2 separate regions of the Mus musculus genome follow, and region 1 is linked to region 2. The links are chromatin contacts, called in public HiCAR-type maps. All regions are on one chromosome and are shown on one strand. Each heading gives the region's core, a stretch centred on a gene start, on an enhancer-like site or on the middle of the called end of the contact. The rest is flanking DNA. Distances are from core to core; before and after follow the strand shown.

Region 1 (2,700 bases), core at 13-2,512, 1.1 Mb after region 2:
AAAGTTAACGGCAGCGTTTAGTTCATTTCAAAGGCTTCGGTAGATAGCCAACGCATGCTGTTGTGTGTCGCCGGACTCTCCCCTTGTGATTATCTGACTTGGAATTTCGGATACGTTGGTAAGACTGGCTCTTCAGTAACGTCCTGTTTGTATTTTTTTTCCTCAGTGTCTGTAGAGCAACAGGAGGCAGGTGGAGTGTGTCCCCTACTTCTGTCTTTTGGGGACTCTTTCAAGGAGCTATGCAGTATTTCTAGAAACATAGAGACAATGTCTACAACACATGGTACATGAAGCGTGTCTCTCTTACCTAGGGCAGACAGAGCAAAGCCTTGTAGCAGTGCGGTCATCTCTCCTACTTAAGTAATGTCAGCCCTGATGCCAGGTCTAGCATCACTGGACAATAAAGGAGAAAAGAAATAGATGTCAAAGCTTTTCGTATGCCTTCTTTTCCTCACGTAGGGGCCCATTCCCTGGTGAGATAGTTAGCTGTGCTTCTTTCCAGAGAAAGTATTTCCTATCAAGAACCATCACTTAAGCTTTCAAACTAACAAGTCCCTTACATGGCATTTATCCCCTTATCCTTCACCTCGCAAATACGATGTGATGTGGCCTGTCCTGAAGTCCAGCCCGAGTTGAGATAACTATTGGCAGGAATAGAAACATGGGAGATTTGACAGGGACAGTGTGGGGTGAAGTCCTGGGACCTCACTGGCTGGAATGAAAATCGTGCACGTCAGGGACACGCCCTGCCCTGCCTTAAGGAGCAGCCTCCTCTGCTTGTGCAGAGTTAAATCCAACACATGGTTGAGAGCAAGCGGGACCTGTCCACTGCAGGGCAGCTTTGGCTACAGACCACACTCCCGAGGAAAACACTCTCACTTAGTTGTATGAAATGACAGAATTGATTAGAAATTTTTCTAAAGGGAACACTTCCTAAATTTGCCAGTTATACTGCAAATGATTGTTTAACACTTTTAAGAATTAAAAATTCCTACCTGCCTACCTAATACTCACACTGTTCCAAAAGTAGAGGTACTTCCTGCAAGGGTGGGGGGGGGTGGTGGTGGTGGTGGTGGTGGTGGTGGCTCATCTCATTTCATGCCTTGTGAGAGCCACTTTACATTCCAACTTTGGCCTTTTGTTTAGTTTGCTTGGTTTCTGAATCATTCCTTACATTAGGAAAAGGCACAGACAGCAGAGCTGCCTGGTCCAGTTGGTTTCTGTCACTGTCTGGACTCTCTCTGGTTGCTGGTTGGTCAGTCACCATCTGTTTAAGGCTCAGTTTAGTTTTTGGGTTTGGTGATTGGTAGGGAGGGTGCTTCGATAACTGCTGTAGTAGGAGGTGTTCCCTGCTTCCATGGCCACTCCAGGCTTGGTAACAGATATATTGTCCTTCTGGGGCCCTCAGAAAAGAATGAATAATTAGCTGTTGTCATGCGTTTTTGGAGAAGTTCTCAACTACTTGAGAGGCATTGCCTCTCGATCAGACAATACAAACTGCCAGGCCACACGAGTTGGTTTTTCACCCTTGCGGAAGAAACCTGAAGTTCTGCTCAGACTACCCACTGGTGTTTGCCAAGCCCAAGGCAGAGGGACGGATTCCACGTCCTCTATGGACCACAATGCCGGGGAGCCGTATCTGCCTGAGAAGCGCCCGAAACCACGGCTAAAGTGTCCAGAGCTCTGTAAGGCTGGGATGCCTTTTTACAGCCCCTTCTGCTCATGTGATGAACCAATGTAATTTTAAAGAAAAATTTAATCCATATGTTTTTCATTAATCTGTACTAAACTCATCAAAATGGTGTTTTGTAAGAGTGATTTGGTGCCCCAGAAGTCTTCTGAGGCTTCTGTAACAGGCCTTCATAATGCCGGTTCTCTTTGAAGCAGGAATTGTGTTTTGCCAACAGCAAAGAAATTCAAACCCCCAAAGGGTTTGGATCAGTTTGAAACTCCAGGCCAGAGGACTCTGTGGGGTTCTACACTTGGCAAACTGTGCTCTCTCCCTTCTGACTTTGAAATACCTTATTTCCTTCCCACAAGAAATGTTCTATTTATTGTTTGCCTAAATCGTGTGTTCAAAACGATCGTCAGGCTTCTTAATGTATGAAACTTATACACGAATTGAAAAGCAGGCTTCGGGACTAATTCCTTCTCAGGCTCTGTCATTGGGTTGTCCTTGGGGAATTTTCTTTAATTAGTCTGTTTCCTGACTCTGCATTTTCTTGCGACTTGGGCTGACCAAAAGATTTACCACAGAGGGTGAAGAAGCTGGTACCACCCAGAGACCAATGCAGAGCAACCACAGGTTTCGCCCCAGGGTGGCCCAGCAGAGACATATTTTTTGATATCCTATGTTAATGTACTCTTATACTGATGTTGACAACCAAAAATTCAATGCAGATTTCACATAACTCCGTGGCCTGTGCCAGGAGCAATGTAATTCACAATTGTCTGTGTTTGCTAATTTTGTGGTGGTGTTAGTTTGTGCTCCAGTGTTTAAGGGAGGCATGCGTAAGCTCACTGGGGCTTTTTTATACAATGTGTGTGAGAGAGAGAGAGAAGAAGAGAAAGAGTTGAAAATGCAAACAAGACAGTGTATGCCCGCAAGTTAAGCATGAGACAGTTGTGGTCCTTTGTCCTTCCTGCCTCTGGGCTGTGAAGTGGGAGCGCCCCCTGGTGAAACTTTAAAATCACTGAAGA
Region 2 (2,700 bases), core at 68-2,567:
AGAATCCAGGGAATTCAGGAGAATTGGGGAACAGCAACAAGCACAAGTGCTTTTTATTTTTACTTATTTATTGTTGTTTGTGATGAAAATGTTTTATACTGATCCTGGTGATAGACGCTGAACTGTACATTTTTAAAAGGGCTAATCTTGTATAAAGAAAATGTACTTTATACAAACCAGGTTGCTAGGGGCCAGGAGCTCACACCAGTAAAGCCAGCACTCTGGAGGCTAAGACAAGAGAATGGGAGGTAAATCGAAGGCCATCTTGGACTGCTTAGTGAGACTTGTCTCAGAGTAACAGGTAACCGTGGGGGAACTGAGCCTGTTAGCCCAACTGGCACCTGGAGGTGGGAGGCAGGGTGGTCAATTTGAGCTCCAAATAAAGGAAAGACAAATACATCATGCGTCGCTGAAAAGTTATGTAAAGATGCACATACAAATGAATTCTTTTAAGTACTATTTCCAAAAGCCTTGCTTTCAGAAGTTGGCATTAACTTATCAAACTAAGTATGAGTGCCACAAAGCTTCTAGAACTGGTGGCGTTTCTGGTAAAGTCACACAACACAAAACCCAATAGGTTCTTGGATCCTCTTTGCAAAACTTCCCACGTGTAACCTATCAGGGGTGGGAGGAATACACTTTCCCATTGTTTAAAATTTTTTAAAAGTAATGCCAGCACTCCGATGGCCAGAGGCAGAAGCAGTTCTGTGGGTTCAAGGCCACCCAGGGGTAGAGAACTGTGTCTCAAACAGGATCCCCCCACAAAATTAGCCTAGGTTTCCCGAGCCTTTAATAACGTATTAAGGTAACCGTGCTCGGTCGGTGACAGGTGAGTGAGCTGCCTTCGCGCGAGGCGAGGCCTGAGAACTGCGTGAGGCTCGGGGGAAGCCCCGAGTCCCGGGTTCGTCCTGGGAAAGGCTCTTCAAGGGGACGGCCCGAGGCTCCAGAGGGAAGGCTCCATGAGGGCAAACCTGAGAGTGTCGGCCGGCCATGCGCTCTGGCCGAGCCCGAGCGCCCGCCAGGCCGCGCTTCCTGACGGGAAGAGCCCGTAGGGAGCGTCGCCGGCCGCGCGGATCCTGGGGCGAGGGTGGCGCGCCGGGCGGGTCCGCCTCACTCATTGTGCGCGAGGCGGGCCGCGCGGGCGTGGGCGTGGGCGGACCGGCCTGCCGCTGGGTAGCCGCCCAAGGACCCGCGCAGAGCGGCGCCGCTAGCGGAGAGCCCGGGAGCGGGCCGGGAGCGTCCCGCCCTCCCGCCCGCCCGCCCCTCCCCCGCGACGCTCGCCCCTCCCCCCTCCTCCCCTCGCGTTGGAAAGTTTCTAGAATCTCTTCCCAGCAGCCTTTGCGGTTCCAACATGGCGGAGCTGACGGTGGAGGTTCGCGGCTCCAACGGGGCTTTCTACAAGGTACGGGCCGCGGGGCGGCCGGGGATGGGAGCTGGGCACTGGGAGCGGGGTCAAGGGGCGCCGGGGACCCCGGGGGCCGAGGAGAGGTGTCAGGTGGTGGCGGGGGAGGCAGCTGGGCCGTGCTGCTGGCCTCTGCCCTCGGCGCGGTTTAACGGTCTCGGGGCCCAGGCTCCGTTATGTTTGGAAACAAGGCGGCGGGTGCTGGCTTGCCTCCTGTCCCGGAGCGTCCTGGGTCGAGGCCTCCGGGACGCGGGCGGGCGGGCGGGCTGGAGCGGCGGGCTGTGGTGCGGGCGCGCCGCCGAGGCCTGGCGGGGTGGGGGGCGCGGACGGGCGGACTGAGGGACGGACTGAGGCGGGCAGCTCACTGCGACCCCGCGGCGGCGGCCGGGCCCGCCAGGCTCCTCTCCGCCCGCCCGCCCTCCCGCCCGCGGCATGAATGGCTGACTCCCCGGCCTACCCCGGCTTGTGCTGCCCCGGGGGCCCTGCGAACCCACGGCGCCCGCCCGCCCGCGTGGAAACCCGGACGGGCGGCGGGCCCTGGTGGCCGCGGCCTGGGGAGCGGGCGGCCCCTTCGCCCCTCGGCCCGGGAGAAATGCGAATTCCGAAGGAAGGGTTCAAAGGTGACCCGAGGCCAGGCGGCAGGTGGGAGGGACGCGTGTCTTCCCAGCCCCTGGGAAGGTGGGTTTTTTGTTTTTTGTTTTTGCTTTTTAAGTCCTCTTCCACGAGGTTCTTTTTGTTTCCTTTGAGAAGAGGCCATGCATTGCCGTGGAGGCTGGCCTCGGAGACAGAGGGAGGATTCTAGAGTGGAGGAATTTGTAAGGCGCTTGCTTCTATTGGAAAAGGGGGAGGGGGCACCAAGCAGAACACGAAGGCTGAACAGTTTTTCCATAGTAACGGCCCCTTCTCCTTATTTTTTTTTCTCCCCAAAGTGTGCGAGAATCTTAACAAATCAACACAAAACCTTCTCAGCTGTTGTCTGTCAGTCATTCTCCAAGCCAGCATCTCAGATGTTTGAGAGTCTTGGCTATTTTTATGAAGGCTCTCTTCTAGTACATGAGTATTGTATGTACTTAAAATGGTTTCTCACAGGTTTTCATTTCAATGGCTCCTTTATTCCAGAGGATTTTATTTGGTATTAACGATTTCCTAATTTTTCAGTGTTTTGCTTTTCCCTTTCTAGCTTGCTTATTAGCTGTATGGAGGTGATTTGTCACGTGGTAATAATATAGGCAGTAGCTCATTGACAAAGAATGATAAGTATACTTTTTTAAATTTTGTTTTGTAAATTTTGATTGTAA

The links. HiCAR-type assays count read pairs that join an accessible place to other places.
Region 1: a contact with region 2 is called in a HiCAR-type map of astrocytes, with 4 times the contacts expected there. The contact joins the enhancer-like site here to the promoter of Fxr1 in region 2. A contact is called at or near these places in 3 of 39 promoter capture datasets (hippocampal neurons and liver) and 2 of 115 datasets of contacts at active chromatin or transcription factors (astrocytes and embryonic stem cells).

The regions. Positions count from the first base shown.
Region 1 is chr3:35,100,764-35,103,463 of GRCm38.p6, forward strand. No RefSeq gene overlaps it. Among named protein-coding and RNA genes, the nearest start is that of Gm35255, 150 kb to the left of the region's middle. Within about 2 kb of position 1,263, at least 25 of the 459 cell types and tissues checked have an H3K27ac peak or open chromatin away from gene starts, as enhancers often do. A contact at or near this core is called in astrocytes, where this site is marked.
Region 2 is chr3:34,018,762-34,021,461 of GRCm38.p6, forward strand. Fxr1 (fragile X mental retardation gene 1, autosomal homolog) reads left to right here and starts at 1,318. Exons shown (of 17, transcript NM_001113188.1): 1 at 1,318-1,402. The coding sequence starts at 1,352.